Linked DNA regions of Cricetulus griseus: region 1 is linked to region 2. A link is a contact called in public Hi-C data. All regions are on one chromosome and are shown on one strand. Each heading gives the region's core, a stretch centred on a gene start, on an enhancer-like site or on the middle of the called end of the contact. The rest is flanking DNA. Distances are from core to core; before and after follow the strand shown. Region 1 overlaps Crtc3 (CREB-regulated transcription coactivator 3). Region 2 holds the start of Crtc3 (CREB-regulated transcription coactivator 3).

Evidence for each region. Hi-C and Micro-C count contacts between places; a contact is called where the count stands out from the background.
Region 1: a contact with region 2 is called in a Hi-C map of liver, with 1.9 times the contacts expected there. The contact joins the enhancer-like site here to the promoter of Crtc3 in region 2. A contact is called at or near these places in 4 of 8 Hi-C or Micro-C datasets (the CHO-K1 cell line, fibroblasts and liver).

The regions. Positions count from the first base shown.
Region 1 is chr3:116,998,167-117,001,416 of CriGri-PICRH-1.0, forward strand. All of the region lies in intron 7 of Crtc3 (CREB-regulated transcription coactivator 3), which reads left to right. Among named protein-coding and RNA genes, the nearest start is that of Blm, 72 kb to the right of the region's middle. Within about 2 kb of position 1,600, at least 2 of the 6 cell types and tissues checked have open chromatin away from gene starts, as enhancers often do. A contact at or near this core is called in the CHO-K1 cell line and fibroblasts, where this site is marked.
Region 2 is chr3:116,912,295-116,915,918 of CriGri-PICRH-1.0, forward strand. Crtc3 (CREB-regulated transcription coactivator 3) reads left to right here and starts at 2,223. Exons shown (of 15, transcript XM_027408264.2): 1 at 2,223-2,511. The coding sequence starts at 2,380.

The DNA.
Region 1 (3,250 bases), core at 350-2,849, 85 kb after region 2:
GAAACTAACCTGGGATATATGAGATCCTGTCTCAAAAAAAGAAAAGCAAGTGCAAATTTATTATAAGGTAGAATTATACATTTTGCAGAAGACAATGAGTCTGCTAAAGCCAGTTAAAATCATGCTAGAGATCTGCTGAAATGAAACTGAAAGACATCAATAGATGGGGATCCAATTCTGCTCATTTAGTCATTTAGTACCTGGCACTGTTAGATCTTTATAAACTGAAATGTAATTTCATAATATGAATCAGCTGAGTGGCCAGTTTGTTTTTTGGTTTTTTTGTCTGTTTGTTTGTTTTGTTTTTTTGAGACAGGGTTTCTCTGTGTAGCTTTGGAGCCTATCCTGGCACTTGCTCTAGAGACTAGGCTGGCCTCGAACTCACAGCGACCCGCCTGCCTCTGCCTCCCGAGTGCTGGGATTAAAGGTGTGCGCCACCAATACCTGGCCCTGCACCTCCTTTTCTGAGCAAACCCTTTCAGGTATTAAATAAAATCATAAAAATTTGAAGCTGACCCATTTGATCATTCAAGGCAGAAATGAAGACATGGCTTCAGGGCCATCCCCTGTTAACCTTGTGAAGAATTCCCAACAAAGCTGTACATAGAAAGAAATTACAGACACTGAATCCCTCAAAGGAAGCCACCTATCGAGGCACTGTAGCCTGTTCCAGTCCCAGTCCTGTAATGTGACCCACCTCTTAGGCTGTGCTGCTTCCCCTCCTGCAGAACCTTCAGGGCACATGCCTCTTGCCTCCCTTGAATCATAAGGCCCACAAAGCCCATTGCTCCTATCTCCCATCTGTGGAGAGTCCCTGTGGGTCTGTGTGTCCCAGGAACTGTTTATTAAGCATCACAGAAGCAGAACAGTCTAAGAGCCTCGTGGGGCTTATATCTCTGCAGCATTTATATCCGTGATTAGAAAAAGAGAGCCAACAAGAACATAGACAGAATACACTCTTCAAAAGAGAGTAATCCATCTGGGGTGATTCAGTGAGGGAACATAGGGCTTTTCAGGGTCTATCCTTAGCAATACATAAAGGGAAACAAAGAAAAAGAAGGAAGGAAAGGAGAGAAAGAGTGAGGGTTTGAGCATCAGGACTGAGAGACACCGAGGCACACTGATGAAGTCCGGTTGTCTCAGCAGAAGTGGCATTTGTTGCACTGGCGCTGGGAGGTTAGCCAGGATGAGCACTGCTTCATGCTGTGCTAGACACTGGTCCACAGTTGTAATTATTTACTAAGTTTTATTAACTTGCAAAAAAAAGAAAAAAGAAAAGAAAAGAAACACGAGTATTCAATTTAAACCATTTTCTCTGAGTTTATTCTGAAAACTTGGCCCCTGTTTTGTTGTTAGTTCTTTGAGATATGCTATCATGTAGCCTAGGCTGGCATTAAACCCCTGATCCTCCTGCTTCTACTTCCTACATGCTGGGATTACAGGCTTGTGCCAACGTGCTTAGGTTTGATCTCAGTTTTAAGTGACTTCCTGGGATCTATTACTCATCTTGTGTGGGCCAAGGGCAGGACAGGCAAGACAGTCACAGTGGAGCTATGCAGTCCTCAGAGCCCTGCAGCCTCCCTCATTCTGAGCAGTCTCCAGCTATTGAATAATCTTCCTAACAGTAGGTCACATAGTTCCTCAGAGCTTGCCTTTGACCTCTGGTCTGAGAACAAAAAGCCTTCACTTGGTTTGTGGCTCAGCCGACCTTCTCATTTTCATTGGTGTGGCTGGAAGTGTTAACTCAGACAGCCAAGGATAGTCTCTTCAAGTAGAGCTGGCTGTTCTGTAACATTAAAGACCCATTAGAACCCCATCAGCTACAGCCAAACATGCCTGGTGGGTTATCAGTCTTTTTTTTTTTTAAGATTTTATTTATTTATTATGTATACAACATTCTGCTTCCGTGTATATCTGCACACCAGAAGAAGACACCAGATCTCATAACAGATGGTTGCCAGCCACCATGTGGTTGCTGGGAATTGAACTCAGGACCTCTGGAAGAGCAGTCAGCGCTCTTAACCTCTGAGCCATCTCTCCAGCCCCCGGGTTATCAGTCTTTTATTCCCAGTCCCAGCACTTTACCAAGTAGCTTCAGTACCACTGTGATTTCCATTCGTTGTTCCTAACTCCATTTGTGTGTGTGCACATGTGCCTGTGTACATGTATGTGTGCATGTGTGTGTATGTGTGTGTGTACATACCCGTGTTTATATATGTGGAAGCCCATAGGTGGGTGTCTTCCCTGATTACTCTCCGTTTTATTTACTGGGGTAGGAGACCTTCGGGATCCAGCGCTTATTGATTTCATCTAACGTATCGTCAGTTTGCTCAGGGAGCAAGGAGCCCCTGTCTGCCCCTGGTGCTCTGGGATTATAGGCAGCTGCCATGCCTGTCTGGCTTTTATGTGAGTTCTGGGAATCCAAACTCTGGTCCATACTCTCCCAGGGCAAGTGCTCTGTCCACCAAGCCATCTCTCCAAGCCCCTCTTCATTTGTTGTTACCATCTTTTCATCTTTTCTTGATTAGTGTATGCTTTTCTTTATCTCTTTTCCCATGCCTGCAGGGCCCTGGCCTGGTCTCAGACTTCTACATTTTATTTCCTTTCGCTGTCCTTTACCACAGTCCAAATAAAAAGAGCACTCTGGCTGGTGGTAGCCACCATTTCTTCTCTAAGCCTTTTACTTATTCCTCACTCTCTTGCTTGAATGCCCTTTACTGTGTCTCTGAAGGGAGCCCAGAGCACCAGCTCCAAAGCCTCGATGTTCTTCTCTGCTCTGCCCTGAAGCAAGGGTGTGTTGCTCTCCTGGGCTTCTTTAAGTTTTACTGACCGCCTTAAGTGTGCTGCCTTCATCCCCTGGCTAGTTTATACATTTCCCAGGAGACTGTCAATAAATATTTGATAAAGGGGCTGGAGAGATGGCTCAGGGGTTAAGAGCACTGCCAGGAACCTGGGTTTGATTCCTAGCACCCACATGGGCATCTCACAATCATCTATAACTAGTTCCAGGGGATCTGATGCCCTCTTCCAGCCTTCATGGGCACTGGCATTCATGTAGTACATAAACACATGTAGGCAAAATACCCATACACACAAAATAATACAATAAATAAAAAGAGTACATTAAAAAATAAATATTTGCTAAAGAAATCCTGTTCACTAGGCAGGGTGGCACATACCTATAATCCCATTACTTGAGAGACAAAGGCAGGAGGATAGCTGCAAGTCTGAGGTCAGTCTGGGCTACATA
Region 2 (3,624 bases), core at 973-3,472:
TGAGTTAGATGCCTGGGACCCACACAGTGGAAGAACTAACTGCCACAAAGTCAACTTGGCACATGTGAGCACACATGCACAATAAATTTTAAAAAATCAACACATCTCAAAAACATCACGGAAAATAAAAAGTTGCATGTCATGTATATAATTTTGTTTTTGTGACAAGGTCTCATATAAGCCAGGCTGGCTTCAGTCTCACGATGTAGCCAAGGATGACCTTCCTGCCTCTGCCTCTCAGTGCTGGGACTGCAGACATGTGCTATAATACCCAGCCTCATTTTTGTACAAATTTAAAATCTAAATATCACATTGTCACTTCATTAATAAATCATACACAATAAAAGCAGAAAACATGAACAGTAAATCAGCATATGTTAATTTTGAAAATTATAGACACAAGAATGCAGGTGGGGCTTTTTTTTAATATGCTCCAAGCATTTGAAGCAAAAGGACTTTTTAAAAGTGTGTGTGTGTGTGTGAGAGTGTATGTCTGTGTGTGTGTATGTGTGCATGTGAGTGTGAATGTATGTCTGTGTGTGTAGGTGTGCATGTGTGTGTGAGTTTATGTATGTATTTGTGTGTGTGTATGAGTGTGAGTGAGTGTGTGTGAGTGTGTATGTATTTGTGTGTGTATGTGTGTGTATGTGTGTGATGTGTGTATGTATTTGTGTGTGTATGTCTCTCTGTGTGTGAGTGTGTATGTCTCTGTGTGTGTGCACACACATGCACACATGTGCGTGCATAAGCACTTAGGTGTGTGCTTGCTACAGCCTGAATGTGGAGGTCAAAGAACAATTGCAGGACTCAGTTCTGTCCTTCCACATGGGCTTTAGGGATCAAACTCGGGTCATCAAGCTTTTATCCACTGAGTCAGTTAGCTGGCCCCAAAATGCCTTTTAAATTTTATTTGCAGTGCTGGAATCAAACCAAAGGCCCAGGGCTTGTCATACATGCGCAATACAGCTGAACACCATTCCTAGGCCCTGCAAAAATGTTTTGATGGTTTAATCATGAGGTGTGTGGGTGTTATCAATGTTATTTTCTGTACTTTTCTGCATGTCTCTAATGCATCCTGATTTATAAAACACAAATGCACTCCACACTCTCTAGGACATCTTAGTATACAATGATGCTGGAAGCAGCTTCTGGGCTGAAAAGGGAAAACCTGATTAGGCAACTGGCTGTTTAAAAAAGGTAAAGTTGAGGGGCCAGAGAGATGGCTCAGCTTTTAAGACAGGGGTTCTCAACCTGTGGGTCGAGACCCCTATGGGGTTGAGGGACCCTTTCACAGGATATATGATATTTACAATACAATTCATAAAAGTAACAAAATTACAGCTATGAAGTAGCAATGAAAATAATGTATGGTTGGGGGTAGCCACAACATGAGGAACTGTGTTAAAGGGTCGCAACACTAGGAAGATTGAAAACCTCTACGTTAAAAGTATATATCACTCTTGCAGAGGACCGGAGTTTGGTTCCCAGTCCAAGGGGCATCTCTGATCTCCGTGGGCAACTGCATACTCGTGTACATATCCACACACTTACACATAGTTACAAATAAAACAAATCTTTAAAAAAAAAAAAAAGTTGGCACCTTCTGAAGCTGGGTTTTGAAGACACCCCAGGGCCCCTTGCAAAGAATGGGGGCTGGTGTTCTGGCTGTGAAGTGAAGTGGCTGGGCCGGCGTGGCCAGCGTAGTTGGAGTAAAACAGGAGCTAGGGTTAGAAACACATCCAGGCTTAGGCTGATTTGGTGGTGGTGGTGGTAATGATGACCTCAGAAGGCCATCAGGAAACTCAACCGGAATGGGTAGGAGGAGGCAGTTGTTGGGCTCCAGTCCGGTCCAATGAGGTCCCCAGGTACACTCTGTGGTAAACTCCTCAAAGTGAGGTCGATCAGGTTGCACCCGCAAACTCAATTACGCTCGCTTGAAGAGGGTAAGTGTATTGGCACAACCCTGTCGCCAACGAGTCACCTAAATCCGAAAGCCATCCCGAAGCTGGGGGCGTGGGCAGTGGTACCCAGCGGCGCTCACACGTGGGCGCGATTTAGCTTTGCAGACGGGATGGAGGTGTGAGGGGGTCGGCAGCCTGGGGACGGCGGGCAGGAGCGCTCCGTCCGCGCGCCGGAGGTCGGGCTTCGGGGCCGGGAGGCCCGACAGGCGGCGCCGAGGGCGGGGCCGGCGCGTGGGGGCGGACCTCGGCGCGCTCCCGGCCGCTCGCTGGCTCTGGGGCCGCGGCGGCTCCTCTGCCGGGTCGTGCCGGAGGCGGCTTCGGGCGGCGGCTTTGGGCGGCCTGCGGACCGAGCGGGTGGGCCGAGCCGCGGGGCCCCGCGCCTGCCGTCTGCCTGTCCCGCTCGCGCGGGGCGCGCGCCATGGCCGCCTCGCCGGGCTCGGGCAGCGCCAACCCGCGGAAGTTCAGCGAGAAGATCGCGCTGCACACGCAGCGGCAGGCCGAGGAGACGCGGGCCTTCGAGCAGCTCATGACCGACCTCACCCTGTCGCGGGTGAGGGCCGGGGCCGGGGCCGGCGCGGTTGGTGCGGGCGGGCCCGCGAGGCGGGGGAGAGGTCGCCGGGCCGAGACGACGGCGGCGATGGCGGGGCCGGGCGGGGGCCGCGGTGAGGAGCGGGCCGGGGCGGCTGTGGCCTCGGTTCTTGGCGGTCCGGCGACACCGAGGGCGGCTCGCGACCTCGGTGGAGGTGCGAGGGTCGCCGGGCCTTCGGTGCGGGAAGCTGGGGACCGCCGAGCCCGGGGAGGCGGGCAGCGGGGCCGGGCGGCCTAAGCGGGAAGATGAGCCCGAGAGGAAATCGCACGCAGCTCCGAGGCGGGACCGAGGCGCGCCTGGTTCGGGCGGTGTGGCTTCTCGGTGCCTCGGACACCCACCGCCAGCGAACCCTCGACTGTCGGCCTGGAAGGCCTCGGGGACCCGGGGGTCGCACATCTTCCTCGGGGAACGCTCGGTGCACGCGCAAGTGAATGGACGGCTGGCTCCTGAGTGGCAGGGGGCCTTGGTACCACGATGTGACGAGTTAGTTTGTGGCTTTCTCCGTTTCGCCTCTTGGAGGTGCTTTACGTGGTCCGGTGTGTTTGTTCAACATCAGAGGTTAGTGGAACCGACGGGGTGCCGCGCATAGACAGTGACTGAGGAGGGACCCCGAGGAATGAGTAAGGAGCGAGTCGGGACAAACGCCTGGGAGGCTAGACACCCGGAGCGAGCGGAGCTTCAGAGGATGGAGAGCCCTGCTAGTGTCTGTGCAGGACCGCAGAGGGTCAACGTGAGTGGGCAGACTTGAGGATTCTGAGTGCTGGCCTTGAAGGCGTGTTGTCAGATGGGGAGGCCGTGAAGATGCTGGGGGTGGCAGCTGGAAGGAGATGTGAGAGCCGATTGCAAACTGGTTGTTTCCCTGCTCCCTGGTTTGCAGACATACTATTTTTTGGCCATCATAGTGTTCAGGAACTCAAAAAAAAAAAAAAAAATCTGTTGCCAGGGTTTTAAAATTCGAAGTGTTTTCTTTAAACATACATTTAACATAAAGTGAACTAATATAAATTTATAATATGAACTAGATTTACTTTAAAATTGAGAGACCTGTAACAGTCTTGAATTTTCATGTTGCCA